Linked DNA regions of Mus musculus: all the other regions are linked to region 1. A link is a contact called in public Hi-C, HiChIP or PLAC-seq, Micro-C and promoter capture Hi-C data. All regions are on one chromosome and are shown on one strand. Each heading gives the region's core, a stretch centred on a gene start, on an enhancer-like site or on the middle of the called end of the contact. The rest is flanking DNA. Distances are from core to core; before and after follow the strand shown. Region 1 holds the start of Ece1 (endothelin converting enzyme 1). Region 2 has its middle 19 kb from the start of Rap1gapos. Region 3 overlaps Usp48 (ubiquitin specific peptidase 48). Region 4 holds the start of Eif4g3 (eukaryotic translation initiation factor 4 gamma, 3). Region 5 overlaps Eif4g3 (eukaryotic translation initiation factor 4 gamma, 3). Region 6 overlaps Rap1gap (Rap1 GTPase-activating protein).

Evidence for each region. Promoter capture Hi-C pulls out the DNA fragments that hold promoters and counts their contacts. Hi-C and Micro-C count contacts between places; a contact is called where the count stands out from the background. HiChIP or PLAC-seq counts read pairs in DNA pulled down with a chosen protein or histone mark.
Region 2: an H3K27ac HiChIP or PLAC-seq map of large pre-B cells shows a contact between it and region 1, with 6 times the contacts expected there. The contact joins the enhancer-like site here to the promoter of Ece1 in region 1. A contact is called at or near these places in 13 of 39 promoter capture datasets (the 3T3-L1 cell line, the C10 cell line, the HPC-7 cell line and 8 more), 1 of 15 datasets of contacts at CTCF or cohesin (embryonic stem cells), 1 of 484 Hi-C or Micro-C datasets (embryonic stem cells), 2 of 115 datasets of contacts at active chromatin or transcription factors (large pre-B cells and pancreatic cancer cells) and 3 of 9 other capture datasets (adipose tissue, liver and pancreatic islet).
Region 3: a contact with region 1 is called in a FOXA1 HiChIP or PLAC-seq map of pancreatic cancer cells. The contact joins the enhancer-like site here to the promoter of Ece1 in region 1. A contact is called at or near these places in 8 of 39 promoter capture datasets (the 3T3-L1 cell line, the C10 cell line, embryonic stem cells and 5 more), 3 of 115 datasets of contacts at active chromatin or transcription factors (embryonic stem cells, memory CD8 T cells and pancreatic cancer cells) and 2 of 9 other capture datasets (adipose tissue and pancreatic islet).
Region 4: a Micro-C map of embryonic stem cells shows a contact between it and region 1, with 9 times the contacts expected there. The contact joins the promoter of Eif4g3 here to the promoter of Ece1 in region 1. A contact is called at or near these places in 4 of 39 promoter capture datasets (liver, neural stem cells and pre-B cells), 4 of 484 Hi-C or Micro-C datasets (CD4 T cells, cerebral cortex, embryonic stem cells and 1 more), 6 of 115 datasets of contacts at active chromatin or transcription factors (effector CD8 T cells, embryonic stem cells, memory CD8 T cells and 1 more) and 3 of 9 other capture datasets (adipose tissue, liver and pancreatic islet).
Region 5: a Hi-C map of liver shows a contact between it and region 1, with 3 times the contacts expected there. The contact joins the enhancer-like site here to the promoter of Ece1 in region 1. A contact is called at or near these places in 1 of 39 promoter capture datasets (liver), 1 of 484 Hi-C or Micro-C datasets (liver), 1 of 115 datasets of contacts at active chromatin or transcription factors (pancreatic cancer cells) and 2 of 9 other capture datasets (adipose tissue and liver).
Region 6: a promoter capture Hi-C map of stem cell-derived epiblast-like cells shows a contact between it and region 1, with 4 times the contacts expected there. The contact joins the enhancer-like site here to the promoter of Ece1 in region 1. A contact is called at or near these places in 18 of 39 promoter capture datasets (the 3T3-L1 cell line, 3T3-L1-derived adipocytes, the C10 cell line and 10 more), 2 of 15 datasets of contacts at CTCF or cohesin (embryonic stem cells and large pre-B cells), 6 of 484 Hi-C or Micro-C datasets (the G1E-ER4 cell line, bone marrow-derived macrophages, cerebral cortex and 3 more), 12 of 115 datasets of contacts at active chromatin or transcription factors (bone marrow-derived macrophages, embryonic forebrain, embryonic midbrain and 7 more) and 3 of 9 other capture datasets (adipose tissue, liver and pancreatic islet).

Annotation. Positions count from the first base shown.
Region 1 is chr4:137,860,956-137,863,655 of GRCm38.p6, forward strand. It overlaps Ece1 (endothelin converting enzyme 1), which reads left to right and starts at 1,325. Exons shown (of 19, transcript NM_001369179.1): 1 at 1,325-1,426.
Region 2 is chr4:137,686,110-137,688,867 of GRCm38.p6, forward strand. It overlaps a transcript of Rap1gap not described here. Among named protein-coding and RNA genes, the nearest start is that of Rap1gapos, 19 kb to the right of the region's middle. Within about 2 kb of position 1,457, at least 12 of the 459 cell types and tissues checked have an H3K27ac peak or open chromatin away from gene starts, as enhancers often do.
Region 3 is chr4:137,651,609-137,654,344 of GRCm38.p6, forward strand. Usp48 (ubiquitin specific peptidase 48) reads left to right here. Exons shown (of 27, transcript NM_001355588.1): 25 at 1,350-1,398. Among named protein-coding and RNA genes, the nearest start is that of Rap1gapos, 54 kb to the right of the region's middle. Within about 2 kb of position 1,258, at least 33 of the 459 cell types and tissues checked have an H3K27ac peak or open chromatin away from gene starts, as enhancers often do. A contact at or near this core is called in pancreatic cancer cells and pancreatic islet, where this site is marked.
Region 4 is chr4:137,992,017-137,994,716 of GRCm38.p6, forward strand. It overlaps Eif4g3 (eukaryotic translation initiation factor 4 gamma, 3), which reads left to right and starts at 1,440. Exons shown (of 35, transcript NM_172703.3): 1 at 1,440-1,611; 2 at 1,966-2,128.
Region 5 is chr4:138,067,462-138,070,161 of GRCm38.p6, forward strand. All of the region lies in intron 3 of Eif4g3 (eukaryotic translation initiation factor 4 gamma, 3), which reads left to right. Among named protein-coding and RNA genes, the nearest start is that of 1700095J12Rik, 70 kb to the right of the region's middle. Within about 2 kb of position 1,415, at least 56 of the 459 cell types and tissues checked have an H3K27ac peak or open chromatin away from gene starts, as enhancers often do. A contact at or near this core is called in adipose tissue and liver, where this site is marked.
Region 6 is chr4:137,726,522-137,729,298 of GRCm38.p6, forward strand. It overlaps Rap1gap (Rap1 GTPase-activating protein), which reads left to right. Exons shown (of 24, transcript NM_001379234.1): 20 at 431-554; 21 at 1,156-1,258; 22 at 1,739-1,842; 23 at 2,007-2,047; 24 at 2,354-2,777. The coding sequence ends at 2,015. Among named protein-coding and RNA genes, the nearest start is that of Gm52682, 6.1 kb to the left of the region's middle. Within about 2 kb of position 1,435, at least 41 of the 459 cell types and tissues checked have an H3K27ac peak or open chromatin away from gene starts, as enhancers often do. A contact at or near this core is called in cerebral cortex, hippocampal neurons and stem cell-derived epiblast-like cells, where this site is marked.

The sequences.
Region 1 (2,700 bases), core at 75-2,574:
CTCAAGAGATCCTCCTGCTTCTGCTGCCTGATTAAAGGCGTGCGCCACCACCACTGTCTGGCAGTTTGTTTGTTTGTTTGTTTACCTACATGTATGTGTTTGTCTGGGGTGCAGTATGTGCACATGTGAATGCAGATGTTTGTAGACGCCAGCATAGGGCATTGGGTCCCTTGCAGCTGGAGTTACAGGTAGTTGTGAGCCAAATGATACCGGTGCTGGGATCCCCCCCCCGATTCCCCCCCCCATCACACCTGTGCAAAAGCAATACATGTTCTTAACCATTTGGCCATCTCTCCAGCCCCAAGACCTATCTTAAAAAACAAAAAACAAACCAGCCACACATTTACCACACAGGACACACTGACCTCTCTACTCACAAACTGAGCCACCTACAACGCTGTGGTAAATCTCTGCCGTGTGTGTGTGTGTGTGTGTGTGTGTGTGTGTGTGTGTGTGTGTGTGTGTCTCAAGCTGCATGCTCGAACACACATGTACACCAAACGGGATTCACTCACCGGCTACTCTTTCACAACAGGGGCACAAAGCCTCTTTCTACTACACCCACATGCGTGCCCAACAGGTCACAAATGCACGGCTCACCCAGTACGTACAGTTTCCTGGTCTTTCTTCCTCTGCACCTGCGCAGCGGGCATAAAGAGAAAGTTTCTCTACTGGAGGTCTAAGTGCCCCCGCCTACTGGGCCTTCATTCCATTCCATTTCTCTTTCCTTCTCCCCTCTCTGAATCGCGCGCCTGCGCTGGTGTACACACACACACACACACACACACACACACACACACACACACTAACAATCCCCAAATATAGTCTTCTATCTTTCCACATAAACACACAGGCATTCGAAACTCATCCCTTCCCCCCCTTTCTGTCTTCTCCTCTCTGCCCTTCTTCCTTCTTGCACACAAACACACCCCACAGCTGCAGTGCCCAGGGTCATACTACAGTGCAGGCACCAGGCAGGAGACAAAGGTCGCCTAGGCTCCCAGAACCCCAACTGGGCGCAGGTGGACCTGACACCGGCTCCGTCTGTCCCTCGAGAGGGTCCCGGCGAGGTGTAGATTAGGCACGCCAAGCTGGAGGTTCGGGCCCGCACCCCTGGACCCACCGGTATCCGGGGCAGCTAGAGTATCCAGCGCTCCAGCATGCCAAGGGTTAAGGAGCCCGCGGAGGTGTGGGGGGGAGTCTAACCGACGCTTCTGATTGGCTGTTTCTTCGGGGCCCGCAGCCCCCGCACTTCTGTATTGGTTCGCGGCGGGCCCCGCCCTCTGGCCTGGGCGCCCCAGCCTCGCGCGCCGCCCCGGCAGCTAGCCCTGAGGTTCGAGCGTAGAGCTCAGCCCAGCGCACTTGGAGCTGGAGCCTTAGCGGGAGGTGCATCCTAAGCCCGGCCGTTCGGAGCCCGGGAGCGACGGTGAGTACTCCCGCAGCCCGCTGTGGCTCCATGCAACCCCGACGGTCCCGACAGCGGGGCGGCGATGGCATCCTGGCTGGTTCCTGGCGAGCTGGGCGTCCCCTTTAGCTGAGGCCCGCGTCCCGCTGTTCACTGGCTTGGACCCGGACAGGAGTTGTGGGGGGTGTCCGGTTCGCGTGGACCTTGGTTCTGGGCTGCTGGGCTGCTCCTGGCGTGGAAGACTCGGGGTCGCGTGCTGGATTTTGGGGAAGAGTTGGTGAGATAGGTTTGGGGTGTGCAAGTCCCTGAGCTGAGCTTGGCTTGGCTTGACTTGGAGACCGTGGGCAGCTAGGCCAGGTCGATTCAGAGACGTCAAGGTTCAGCTGGACTTGAGCTCACACCCCGCATAGTCCGAGTGGCTTTGGGATTCGAGAACATCGTGGGAGACTAGGGCACTTTTCTCCTACACTGATCCTGCAGTGGCTGCCTGGCTCATGGGAAGGGGAGAGATAGCTCAGAGAGGAGGGGATAGTCTGAGGTTCTGAGGGTTATCTGGTGTTCCCAGCATCTCCCAGTAATGAATCCTCAGAGGAGGGCCCAAGTGCTGACTCCCGTGGTCCAAAGCACCACGGTAAAGGGGTCCTTGAGGAAGAGGGCTTCTTTGGGGGCTCAAGCCTCAAGCCTGATATCCATCTAATCCAGATCTGGCTGCTTTTGAGAGCTTCGGAGTGATGAGTTGACTCTCTGGCCTAGAGCCAAGGCCTCCGGTTACCTCTCCATCTCACCCAGGGCCATTTGCTTCTTCTCTCCCTGTGGACCTCTGATTGCCTCTCCTAGAGCCGAGCTCTTGGCGTGTGTACTGGACCCAGGACACCCTGTGTGGCCTGAGGAGATCTGCCTGGGTTCTCTGCCTTTTGGTCCTAGAGACTTGCCTACATCTGTGATGTCCCTTCCATGCCTGAGGGGTTCGCTGAGAAACAGAGGGGCATCATGGAGAGAGCTGAAGATGCTCCAGAGACAGCCTCAGGACCAACCCGTGCCTGGTCAGAAATTAAGTCTCCCTTAGACAGCCCTTTTCTCTCTTACCCACTGGCGTCTTTCCCCTGAGACATCATTGGTCTCTCTGGAGACCGATGACTTAATTCTCCCGCCCCCCCAAGGTGCCCAGAGATCATCTTGGACCCGACTTACCTCCCCCATTAAGAATCTCCCAAGAGCTGGACAGTGGTGGCGCTCACCTTTAATCCCAGCACTTATGAGGCAGAGGCAGGAGGATTTCTGAGTTCGAGGCCAGC
Region 2 (2,758 bases), core at 207-2,706, 170 kb before region 1:
AGAGCAGAGGGAGGGAGGTGGCCCCAAATGTGTCCCAAATGAGAGTCATTGCCGAGTGTCTCACAGGGAGGACTCACCTGCCACCAAGATGTGTTCCCTCCACAGTGTGGCCAGGGCCTCACTTTATAGATGAGGGAACGGAGACGCAGGGCAAGTGGCTGACAGAACAGGCAGTCAGTGATTGGTAACGGGGCCTGCCAGCTCAATCTTCCAGATGCAGCAGGTGTGAAGTGGGCTTTGGTGGTGGTCCCTGCCCTCAGTGGCTCCTCTCAGCCGTCATAAAGCCAGAGGTCTTGGGACCTGGCACAGGCTTCATTAGCAGTTTTGAAATGCCAAGTAGGCACAGCCCGCTGGGCCTCCTCATCTATTATGCATCTGGTGGGTAGGCCCCCGGCGGGCAGCTGGCAGAGCCCAGGCTGGGAGCCAGCAGCTGCCTCCTGAGCCCACACCTGCTCCCGGCTCTGGGCAGGGACCTTGTGGGGCCAACACCAAGGTTGAGCTGGCCAAGGCAGTAAGTGTTGTCTCTCCCAGCTAAACAAGACTGAGGAATCCTATAGGACACAGGGGCAAGAATACATCCCAGCAGCCATTCTGAGAGGGACCTAAGTTCCTAGACCTAGACATACAAGAACAGAGGTAGCTGATGGAGTCTGAAGCACACACACACACACACACACACACACACACACACACACACACACACACACACACTCCTGGCTGTCCAGAGTGGAGTGGAGCTATGATTATTTACCATGTACCCACTTGGCCTCAGGCAACTATTTTGTACCTACAGGTTTCTGAGAATTGAGAATCAGCAGCAACCATTAAACACCTACTGTGTTCGAGGAGTTTGCAGCGACCACTAAACACCTACTGTGTGTGGGCAGGGTTCCAGGTGCTGGAGTCAGTGAAACACGAGACCAACCGAGATATTTCTGTTTGGCCACGACTGGCAGTACTTCTCTGGGCCTTGTTATCCTCATTTGAGAAATGAATAGGAAAAAGGGATTATAAGCTGACAGATATCTGCCTCTGCCTCGCACTGAAGTCACAAGCAGGCTTACGAGTGACAGAGGAGGCTGACCGCTCTGGGTTGCGTCCCACTGCCCTTCACACAGGTAGATGAGCTGCTTTGTCCCAGTGATTCCACAAGCCATGCATTGTTCCCAGGCCAGGAGGAAGCTGAGGCGGGGAGAGAACGTTCTGGAAGGATTTTAAGATCTAGTGTTTAGACTGGAACTTGAGGAAGGGGTGGAGCCAGACACGAGAAGAGTTTGGGGTATCCAGGAACAGCAGGTCCTGAGGCAGGAATGTGCTCAGTATGTCCTATGGACAGTAAGGAGCAGGTGACTGGAAGCCTGAGGGGGCGTGAGGCCACAGGTGGGTGTGAGCTTGGGAGAGGCCAGGACCGAGTGGGTTCTGCAGGTAAGATGGGTGCGGGACCGGGGTTAGATAGGTCAGTCACTGCCCTACGGTAGCACGAAGTCTCAGCTGCCTGGCTTTGAGGAATCTTAAAGGTTACAGAGCCCCTGGAGTCCTTGGCAGGAGAAGCACCTCTTGTAGCCTCCCACTTGGCAAGGAACCGCTTCGTCTGCTCGTGATCCCCTTGAGTGCTGCTAGAAGCTTTCGGGGCCTTGTGAGAAAAACACATCTCTACCTTCAACTAAATTTATGGGCCTCTTGAGCCTCCTGTGCCTCCATTGACCCGTCACCCTTTCTTTTAAAAAAATTTTATTATGTTTATTTATTTTAGTTAGTTGGGGGGGGGGAGTTATGAAGCGCCACAGCGTGCTTGTGGAAGTCAGAGGACAACTTTCAGGAAGCAGTTCTTTCCTCCCGTGAGATGCGTCCTTGGGGGGTCGGGCGGGAAGGGACACAGGTTCCATGCTGGACAGCAAGCACCCTTATCTGCTGAGCCATCTTACTGGCCCACTTGTCACATCCTCTTGTATGTTCCCAGTGACAGGCAGCTCCCTGCCCTTGAAGTGGTCCCTTGCACTGCTAAGCAGTTTAGCTACGTTCCAAAGGGTCTGAGCTGCCCGAGCCTGTGTGTGTTCTGGGGTCTGACCCTCCTACACACACACACACACACACACACACACACACACACACACACACACACACACACACAGCTCTTCAGTAAGAGAAGGGAGCCCTCTGAGGCAGCTCCTCCTAGGCAGGGTTGCATATTTGCATCCTGGCTCCCTTCACCCTCCAGCTTAGCCGAAGCCACTCTCCTTGACCCTTCCCATCATGCTGTACAAAAGGGCAACCCCTGGAAGGGGCCTACGAGAGACACCTTTTGCCAGGAAGCTTCTCTGTAGCTTCAGGAGACCAGAGTTAGGTCCTGCCGAGGTAGATTTTGAGCCTGGACGGCTATGGTTTTGCAGTTTGGCCTAGGCAAATGATTGCCATGAATCCCGTGCATAGCACCCACACCTGTTCAAGGTTGGTTCTTGCTCGGTCTTGCTTGTCCCTACATCCTGCGGATGCTCAGGCTGCACCCTTTGCCAGGAAAGCTCTGAACCTCGTAGTTAGACAGACCCAGGTTCAAATGCCCACTCTGGCTTCCACTCAGTTACTTTGTGGCATTTCTCAACCTGCTTTGCCGCTGGGCCTTCCATGACCCATGATCATGTCAGTGCTATCATTAGAAACTACGGCGCCGAGGCTCTCTGGGGATGTTTTCTGCCTCTGTGAGTATTTACGCTGAAAGAAAGGATTCATTAGTACACAAAGACCGTGTGTCATGTGTCTG
Region 3 (2,736 bases), core at 8-2,507, 210 kb before region 1:
CTACAGCTTGTGTCAAACTGACAAAAACCTAACCAGGACACACAAGTGTGGAACTCTCACTGAGGAGCTTAGGGCTTCTTGTGATTTAATTAGTCCCCTCTAGGCTGTTTTCTCCTGGGCAGGCACAGCTCAGTGGCTTGGCCTCTGCTGTTGCGTCCAGGGGTGTGGGCTGAAGCTCCCTTGACCAAATGCCTGAGGGCCAGACAGAGACCCTGGATTTTTAAGTATTTGCATAGACGTGAGATATATTTTGTGTATACCCCATATATACAGTGTGGAGGTAATTTCATGCATTATTTTTAGTGTTGTAACTGTGGCCCATCAAAGGACTTTGGATATGGAAGTTTGGTTATTTCAGATATCCTCTGCAAGCTCAGAAAGAAAATTAGACATAGTGAATTTTGGAATTAGAGCTACCCTGTTTCCACGAGTGAGGAAGGGAGCGGGCTTAAGGCGCTTGGTTCAGATGTGAGGGAAACCCCAGTGGACTAAGGTGACACCTGTCCAGGATGGAAATTGGCTTTGGATTTAGCAGGTGTTGAGTGTGTTTTAGAGAAAGTCTTCTGAGACCTCATTAGCTCCATCCTCTGCTCCCCAAAAGCTTACTTTGTGACTTCCCTTTTCTTCGTTTTGTCTCTTGGTGGCTAGATGAACCCTGCTGTGCCACACATTGTGTGGTAGATTAAATCCAGAGGTGTCTGCCCTGGGGTGGGCATGGTTTTGTTCTGGTTCAGTGAGCTAAGGTGGCACAACAGAGCAGGCCCCCATGCTGACTCTTGGCTCCGCCCAGAACTGGAGTCTGCAGAATGATGCTCTAGGCTACATCTACTTACTGTTTGTTCTGCCTCTAGAACAGCTGTTACAAGGGTCCCGTAGCAGGTTAACAGTGCTCTCTGTGGATTGTCCATCAACCTCTTTTCCTTTGCAGTTACTCTCCCCTTCAGTATGGCTACTTCACATCTTTCCATGCAAGATGTGTTTCGGGGAAGAGAGCAGTGCTCTGCCACATACAGTATGCCATTTCTTTGAGTTAAGGAGCCTAGACCCACAATTGGGAGGCGTCTGTTAAGTCTGAACGGGGCTCCTCCTGCAGTGACAGCTGTGTGTACAAGACAGGCAACACTGAGTAGATGAGGAACACTGCTGCTGGCCCTGAGGGAACAGGTGCCTCTTTCCCAAATAGAAAACTCTCCAGCCTGGGAGTGTCACTGTGCTCCCTGGAGGCTGAGACACAGTAGAAGGGTGAGAACTATGGGACAGGCCCAGACTTCAGGGTGATGTGACTCACCTGCTCCTCCCTCCGCCTGTCTTTCCGCTTGGCTCTGACTTGTCTCCATTTGTTTTTCTAGGCTGATGAACCAATTGCAGACTACGCTGCAATGGATGATGTCATGCAAGGTAAAGACCAGTCTGCTTTCAGGACCTGGTGGTGGACCTAATAGAAAGGGTTGTGGATAGATGCGGAGGTGCCCGGGGTTTACATTTTAACCTTGGAAAAGGTGCATGCTCTTAAGGTAGAGAACCTCTCAGTATTGGTCCTAGTGTGGGGTAAAGGTTGGGAAGTGGGAAGCAGGGAACATAGCCATTGTTTAATAACAGGGGGAACTGGTACAAAGGTGAACTTTGTTAGCCATGTAAGAGGTCAAGAGAAGGTGTGAGTGACTTAACACAGGAGCAGGAAGAGAGAGAGAGAATCAGACAAACTGTGCACCCTGTGGTCCTTGCCACCCATTCCCTTCATGTCTGTGTCACCCCTTGTCCACTGGGTGCCTCAGATAGTAGCTATAGGAAGCATTTCAGCACTTGGAAGAACTTGTACTACAAAGGTTATAACAAACAGAAGAGTGGCGGCATGCCTGCAAGTGTGTGTGTGTGTGTGTGTCTCAGCAGCCCAGTGCCAGAGGAATCCATGTCTAGGGAAACAAGCTAACTGGAAAGAGTGAGTTACTGCTAGGAAAGGGGCAGTTATCTCCTAAGACCTCCGACTCCTCTGGTGCCCAGGACTGGAGCCCTCAGAAGCTTTGACACTTCATAGTATCAGTAGACAGTCACATGCCAGCTGAGGACCAAACTGAACATGAGAACAAGGGGTGTCTTTGAACAAACTAAGGGAATATTGTAGGCAGCCCCAGAAAGCTCTAAAATGGCCTACAAATAACTGCACACAGTAACACATGCCTTCAGTCCCAGCCCTTGGAAAACTGAAAACAGAGGGTTGTGAACTCAAAGCCAGTTCAGTCTAAAACCAAACTTTTTTTTTCTATAAAACTTAACAAAACTACAGAGAAAATGGGCAAATGGTAATTAGACCATATATAAAAGGAATGTTTCTAGAAGAAAAGAAAGAAAAGAATTAATAGGAATAAAATTTGATCTACTCAGGTTATGCCCCAGTCAGTAACGAACTAGGAAAGGATGCTTTCTTAGACTGCGGTGGGAAATGCGGGTGATGCACTGAGCCAAGGAGGTTTCTGGTTGTCCATTCTGTAGCCAGACAAACCGATTCTGCTCACGTGCCTGGCACCCAGAACGCCCTCCAAAGTTACCTGCCAGCATGCTACATAGAGATGCACTCTTAAACAAAGGGTTGGTAGATGAAGAAGGAAGTTATTGGTGGCGTGGTGAGGAAGGACCAGGCTGTGTGGCAATCAGTGTAAGCAGTGGTCTAAATGTGGGGCTGGACATGGGCTTTAGGATGAACTCTGCAAAGGATAATGGAAGGGTTGCAACAGCCTT
Region 4 (2,700 bases), core at 190-2,689, 130 kb after region 1:
CCAACTCTGAAACCCACCAATGTAGCAGGAGTCAGGACACTAATCTTGTTTGTATGTTCATGTGTATGGCGACCAGGGGACAACCTCAGGTGTCTTCTTCTGGTGCTGTCACCTTTTATTCTGGAGACAGGGTCTCTCACTGGCCTGGAACTCATCAGATGGAGTGGGCTGTGACCAGTGAGCCTCAGGGAACTGTTGGTCTTCACCTCAATGCTGGGACTGTATACACCTCTCGCACACCAGACTTTTCCTGAGTGAATTCTGGAGTCTGCACTTGGGTCCTAACGTTTGCAACTCAAGCACACAGGACACAGGACACTAATTTTACCTCTGTCCACGTTGGTCATGTGACCTTGGCAAAGTCTCCTGTCAGCTTTGAGCTGCCTCAAAAAAAATTTTTTTTTAATAGTGTAGATGATAGCTAAACTTCTTTGGACCCCAGAGTCTTCATTTGTAAGAATAGGTATTTACCTATTTCTTGGGATTATATGAGCTAATGCAGTACTCCATATCTGCACAGTTCGGAGGTGTCTGCGACTCCTTTTCTGTCAATGTTACTGTGTCCTGGGGACAATGCCTCTATTGAGGGGCGCAGGTGTGGTGTGCAAAGTGTGAATGGATGTGGGGGGAGGAGACCTTATCCACAGGAGTTAGCCAAGCAAAAGAAGATGGGCAGCCGACTACAGGTTGTAGTCAAAGGCCCCTCCAGTCTTGGGGAAGACTGTGGGAAGATATCCACTCTACAGAGCTTAGGGTCAGTTTCTGGCAAGGCAGGCCATTTTGCATCCTAGAAGGGTAAGGTTCATCCTAGAGAAGGTGGGATCCCGTTTCTGAATCCGCTCCATCCCTTCCCAGCCAGGCGACCTTGGGGCAGTCACTTTTCTTCTCCGGGGCCTCCTCTGCAAAATGGGGCTCCTCGTTCCATTTCGCACTTTGGGCATCTGAGGACGACGTGTCGACATAATGCCCATGGCTGGCGACGTCAAGGGCCGGCGAGTGGCATCTGTTATGTTAATAAGTCCTTGAGGCGGGCGGGTTCCTAACTGTCGGTTTGTGCTCTGGCTTAGCGGTTCCCTCCGCAGCGCCTCGGTTTTTCCGCTCCGCCGCCTCTCGACGCTTGCTTGGCAGGTCTCGACGGACCGCGGCCTCGGGTGCCGTTACTATTGTTCTTCGAGGCTGAGCTCTCTCCCTACAGACGTGCCCTTCGGTCTCTCCCTCAGCTCCGCACCGCGCCGCGGAGATCCTCAGCCGTCCCGGATCACCGATCTTTCCCGAGAAAGAGTGTCAGCTCCTGCGGCGTTCCCGAACAGCGGCCGAAGGCGCTCCCGAGCGCTCCCGAAGAAGCCCGGCCGCTCGCGGTCTCCGGAAATAGCCGAGAGAGCTTGCCACCCTCGGTCTGCCGAGTCCTTCCGAAAAGGGCCGAAAAGCTCCGAGCGGCCGTCCTGCCGGACTGCTGGAGGCGGCCGCAGCGCCATGTTGGATGCTCTGCTCGTTGAGTGAAGAAAATCCGTCCGCATCGCCCGAGCCCCGCTACCGAGAAGGGCGCCGCTTCCCCCGGGGAGGGGGACAGAGACCCCCCGCCGCCGGCCCATGAGGATATTGCCGTGAAAGGTCCGGTCTCTCCGCCTCCTGCCCCTGCCGGGTCCGGCCCCCCCCTCCCCGGGGTCGCGTTGTCACGGAGACCGGCAGCCGGTGGTGCTGGCCCGCGGGGCGGCTGCTGCTGCCCGCGGCGGCGGCGGCGGAGGCGGCGGCGGCGGAGGGCGTGTGTGACCGGTCCCGGCCCCCTCCTCCTCCTCCTCCCAGCCTCCCCCCGGCCCCCCGCTCCCGCCGCCTCCCCGGGTCTGCCCCCATCCCGCCCCTCCGCTGCCCCCGGCCCCTGCACCCCGGCGCGCCCGGTCCCGCTCTGGGGGGGTTGGTGGCTTCGCTTTGCCATGAGTTTACCGCAGAAACCGGCTCTGAAATCAGGCTCAGCGGCTGCAGCAGGAACCGGACCCGGCACCGGAGCGGCGGCGGCGGCGGCGGTACCGCCTCCTCATCCGGCGGCAGCGGCGGCGGCGGCGGCAGTAGCGGCAGCGGCGGCCCCTCCTCACCCGAACATCAGGGCCCTCCAGACCCCGGCGCCCCAACAGTATCCTTTTCACCTTCCGGCGGTCCAGAGCGACCCTCGGTGGGAACCTCCTTGCCTGCCGTCATAGCCCGGCCAGAAAAGGGACGGGCAGCCGCTCTGCTCCCGGCTTGACCCGAGCTTTTGGGGTGCACCGGTGACAGCATTGCTGGGGACCCCGGGACCCTCTGCGGTACCGTGAACACTACTAGCTCCACCGGGCCGTGCCTCTGCAGCTCTTGTGGATCTGGGGGGAACCCTGCCCTTGGCTGCTCCCTCCCCTTTCTTGGGCAGAATTTGCTGGTGCCTAGGACCAGCCCTGCGGGCAAGGCTTTTCTGACTGTTGGGAGGCCCTGCCTTCTGCGGGGCTCGGTAGCCTCTCTAATTATTATTTAGGATTCATAGCAAAGTTTATTGCTAAATTTTCTGTTGGAAACGAATCAGCTCATTCCTGAGGTAAGTTGGGTCTTCAGTCTTTACTGCAAGTGTACAAAAAGCACCCCCCCCCGCTAGTGTTTTGTTTTATTTTATTTTATCGTATTTTATTTTTTTAAGCAATTAGAGTTGTGTTGTGGCTTGTGGTGGAGCCGGCTAAG
Region 5 (2,700 bases), core at 165-2,664, 210 kb after region 1:
CCAGAACTATTCAAACTGCCACAGATGGCCTCCAGTCGAAGCCTCTCAGGTGCGAGGGTCGTTTCTAAGCTGTCCATTAGTCCATGGGCTAGATTTGCTTTTCTTACATAGAGTAAGTCTCCGGCGACTGAATTGTACCCAATATTGTACCCAATGGAGGACCACTATTTTACGTGTGTGTGTGTGTGTGTGTGTGTGTGTGTGTGTGTGTGTGCAATTATATATATGTGTGTGTGTGTGTGTGTGTATATATATATATATATATATATATGAATGAAATTATACTGTGTCCAGTATTTTGTCAGACTTCGCAGGTAAAGAAGTTTGCTTGCTGCTCGCTGTCCACAGTGCTGCATCCCCAGGTAGCACTGCACTCCATCTTCCTAAGGCCCTGTTACTTCTGATCATGTCTGTGGTTGCCCATCCTCTCAAAGACAGGCCACCATAGAGTTCACGTTGGCCTTCAGCAAGTAACCCCATCAGTTAAGGAGCATGTAGTTAACAAAACAAAACATGAGTTTATCTTATCAGCCAAATGCTTTAAATGAGGCTGCTGTACTCTGGAGAGTAATACTGACGAAGCAGCTAGGGAAGGGAAGGACAAGGTGCTAGTGCCAAGACGGAAGTGTTTGGAGGATGCTCAGGATGCAGCTCAGGATGTGAGGTCCAGTGTCATGGGGTGTCCTTCCCTGTCAATTCTGGAGTTTGTATGAATTCTCTGATGCCATTGCCTGTAACCTCAAGTTATTCCTTAATATAGAATGTCTGCTTGGTACTTTTTGTTATTTGTTGTTCTTTGTTATTGATGTTGTTCCCTTAGTCTCAAAAGATGAATGACCTGGAGAAGGAAATGCTGTCCAGGCTGTAGCTGCCTGTGTTCAGGGCCTCATCACTTGGTTCTCTGTTCTTAGGGCGTCTACTTAGGGGATGTGGTTGCTAAAGATGCTTTTGTCAGCAGACTTGGTTTTTGTTTGTTTGCCTGCTTGCTTGAGAGTTTTGCAGTGTAACCCAAGCTCCCCGTGTTCCCCGTCCTCCTGCATCATCCTTGCTATGGCCGGGATTACAGGTGTGTGCCACGGTGTGCCACGGTGCCCGGGCCTGCCTGCTGCAGAGCCTGAAGATTGTCTTCTTGTAGGAATCTTGAGCAGGTTTACTGAGACGTACTTTGAGTTACCAAGCAGACAATTTATAGAAATTAGTATTTGAACAACAGTTGTCAGTAGCCACTCCCCTGTAGTGAGGGAGGTCAGCTGTCCAGTTGCCATGTTTAGGAGTGACTAAAAATTCTGACTGCTGTTAAGGGTTTGGAGAGGACTTCCAGGTTCACATTTGAAATGGAGAAGGTGGAAACAGAACTGGTGACTCAGAAGCCAGCTGGCTCATTTACATAACCATTTGGCAACCTTTAGAAAGGGAAGGAAGGCCTGGAAGCTAGCCCAGAAAGATCTGAGTACGAAGGGCCAACCTGCAGGTATCACTCTTGTTTCTTGTAGGTTGAGAATGGTTATGACAACTTCAACTTCAATAAAAGCAGAAGGTTAAATAAACCATTTGAAGACAAATGCCAAAGAGGGATTATAAAGTTTCTTAGTATTTATATAAAAAATGAAATATCAAAAAGTTGGGTACATATACAAGGGATTTTTGTCTTCCACTTAGCTGGTCCTAACTCTTAAAAGCTGTAAGGAATGAAGACTTGTTGGAGAGTGGCTGGTTCTTTGAGAAGGATAACATCACACTGAACAGAAGTACCATGCAGGCTCTCTAAGGAGTGCTCTGTCTTTAGGAGTCAAAATGACAGATTCTTAAAACACATCAAGTCTTGCTCAGATTAGAGCTGGGTGGTAGGCACCTGGAAACATTAAAGTAATTGTAACTAAAAGCTGCTCTTCCCAGATCCCAGAACATGAACTGTTCATGGCAGAGTACAGGCCAGTGTTTATGGGCAATTTTGTACCAGATTGCCATTTCCAAGGTAAGAGCTGGTTGGTCAGCACTGTAGGTGTCTAGGGGACCCTGTGACACAGGTGTCGTTATTTCTATCTTGGAGATTGAGAAGGAGTGATTTGACAGGTGGGAGGGCATCTTTGGGAAGCGGCCAAGTTAACACCCCCCAGTTCCCAGCTTCTGTGTATTTTTTCTGGTGCTCAGAATTGAGCTTAGTGGCCTCACCCATGTTAGGTAAGTGCCCCACCACCAAGCCACCTGCTCTACTTGCAGTTCCCAGTCTCCACGCTTCTTATAGTCTCAGAGTTCACTAGCACATTTCCGTTCAGGTTCATTTTTAGATAAGTGAGGCTTTTAAAACTCATTCTGGCCAGGCATGGTGGCGCACGCCTTTAATCCCAGCACTTGGGAGACAGAGGTAGGTGGATTTCTGAGTTTGAGGCCAGCCTGGTCTACAAAGTGAGTTCCAGGACAGCCAGGGCTACACAGAGAAACCCAGTCTCAAAAAACAAACAAACAAAAAAACCTCATTCTGGAGACACTAGTACCATTCACAGCATGGTCTTTAAAATACCATTTCCGGGCTGGAGAAGAAGGCTCAGCAGTTAAGGGCACTTGTTGCTCTTCCTGGAGGTCAAAGTTCATGTCTTAGCACCCATGTCAGGTGTTTCACACCATCTGTAACTCAAGCTGCAGGCAATCTGACATCTTCTTTTGACCTGTGGGCTAAAGTATACACACTGTACCCATGTA
Region 6 (2,777 bases), core at 185-2,684, 130 kb before region 1:
TTGGAGCAGGAGACACAAAGACCCCAAGTGTGAGGTCTCCAATCCCTGCCACGTGTTGAGCTGAGCCACCCGAGGCCGAGTCCCACCTTCCTCCTTGCTTCCAGGCCTGGGAGACAGTCCCACAATAGCACTGCCTCAGGGACCAAGGAGTAAGCCATTGAGTTCCACAGTAACTGAGTACCAAGCCGACGCTCCCGACGTTTCCTGGGGGCAGATGGGGAGCCTCGAGAGGGTGTTTGAGCATGGAGGGATCTATCAAGGAATGGGAAGGGCGTCACTGGGAGTCCACGGGAGCTGAGAGGCTGGACGAGCTGTGTTGGGAGTCCCAGGGTGCTTGCTTGGCTCCAGGCTGAGTTTCCTTGGGGAAGGCAGGGGACAAGGGATTGTGGCACAGTGCCCACGGCTGATGGCTCACGGCACTGTGTGGCAGAGTGGAGTCGGCTGCCCAGAGAACGGAAGTGCTGCAGGGCTTCTCCAGATCTTCCTCCAGCGCCAGCAGCTTCACCAGCGTGGTGGAGGAGACGGAGGGCGTAGACGGGGATGATACAGGCCTGGTGAGATACCCGAGCGGTTAGGGCCCCATGGAGGTGGGACAGGGCTCTCTCAGGCCTCTGGAGGTGCATTGGCTGACATGTTGGCGGCAAGGGTGTCCCAGCCTGCAGGAGATGCAGACAGATCGTAGCCTTCCATGGCTCCCCCATGCTGTCCACAGAGACAGACCCCTGAGGGCCCAGGTGCTCCTTGTCCCATGTCTCTTACCTCCTCAGCCACTCTGAGGTCCTCTGCAGTCCCTAACTGTGGTGGGCTGGCCCCACCCCAGGCCTTTGCACCTGCTGGTCTCCTGTCCCTGCCTGTTCCCTCCCCCTTGGCCAGGCCAGACTCGTCCCCTCCCTCTGGCCTGGGCCTGGTCTTCAGCATCTTAGCCATTTTCCATCAAACATACATCCAATGGGTACCTGCAACTGGCCTGGCCTGTCCCTTGGCAGACACAGGCCCTGCCTGCTGGCCTCCTAGAGTGGAGGTGCAGGGGCCTTCACAGGCTGTTGGCCTCTGAGACCCAGACCAGGAGAACATCTGCAGATGTGTGTGTTGCCCGAACAAAGGAGGGGGGTGGGGCGGGGCTGTGGGTGGGGCTGACCTCCCCCCCCTCCCCAGGAGAGCGTGTCGTCCTCAGGAACTCCCCATAAGCGGGACTCCTTCCTCTACAGCACATGGCTGGACGACAGCGTGAGCACCACGAGCGGGGGCAGCTCCCCAGGTACCAGGCTAGCAGTGCTGGGGGAGGGGCGGGGCCAAGCTCCCCAATGCCAAGCTAGCTGTGCTGGAGGAGGGGCGGGGCCAAGCTCCCCAGGTACCAGGCTAGCAGTGCTGGAGGAGGGGCGGGGCCAAGCTCCCCAATACCAAGCTAGGAGTCCTGGAGGAGGGGCGGGGCCAAGCTCCCCAATACCAAGCTAGCTGTGCTGGGAGAGGGGCGGGGCCAAGCTCCCCAAGTACCAGGCTAGCTGTGCTGGGAAGGGGGCGGGGCCGAATATGGGAGCCTGATGTGACAGCCTCTTACGTGGGGCGGTGATCCAGAGGATGGTAGAGGGTAGCTGGGAGGTGAATTGAGGGTGAAGACCCCTAAGGGAGGGACCAGGCAGGGTGGGGGAACCCCAGTGCCAGTCACCCATCCATGCCTGCATCTCCTTGGTGCCTCCTCTTGGCCAGTGAGGTGGCTCCCTCCTGCCCCCCTTCCCAGGCCTCACACGGTCACCCCACCCAGACGTCGGCAAGTCGGGGGACCCTGCGTGTCCCGAGATCAAGATCCAACTGGAAACATCTGAGCAGCACACACCCCAGATGGTACACGGGGACTCCTCCTGGGAGAGGGTAGAGCCGGTTGGGGACAGGGACCCAGGGACCCAATGGCTGGGGTGCCCCACTAGGCCAGAAGGACTGGGCTCTTCCAGTGACTTCTGGTTTCCTGTGTCTCCTGCCCCCACCTCCGGCTGCATCTGTCCCCACAGGGCTGCTAGCTGTCACCTCATCAGCAGGCGGGACTGAGCAGGTCAGCTGGTGCTCACTTGGATCCTCTGGGGTGGAGGAGGGGATGAGAGCCCCCCGGGCTGGGCAGGACTCTCCAGCCTCGGTGGCTGCGGGCCTGGACTACTCTTGACACCTTTTAGCCTTGGGTTCCCTATTTGTGCAGTGGGCACACAGTGCTGCCTCAACTCTGCCTATGAGTTGTTAGGGAGCTTGATGGAGCCAAAAGAACTGGGCGAGCATGGAACATGGGGCGAGCTAGGGATGCCCGTGGGATGGGAGGAGAAGCTGTTGCCATCTTCCTCTGAGTCTCATCTCCCGTTCCCTGCAGAGGAGGCCTCAGAAGCACAAGAAGATGCCGCACCACATCCAGGCAGCTGGCCCTCTGCCCCACAGCCACCCCAGCCCCTGGCGCCCCTCCCTCCAAGCCCTGGGCCCGCCCATCTGGGCTGTCTCCGCAGGGCGGAGCCATCCAGAGCTCTCAGAATGGATGCTGCCGGCATCACCGCCCCCACCCCACCCTCAGGCTGGAGCTCTGGGTGTGGGCAGGGACTGTGGCCCTGGATTGCCCTCACTTGGGCCTCTGTCACACCGGGTTCCCCTCTGGAGCCACGGGGAACAGGGTAGGAAAAGGAGAAGAAGCACCGTGCGCATACAGCCCACCGCAGAAGCAGCAGGTGCAGGGTGCGCGAATGCGCAAGCGCCGGGCAGAGTCCCGTGCGGCTTCTGCTGTGGGACGTGGGCCAGGCACCCTC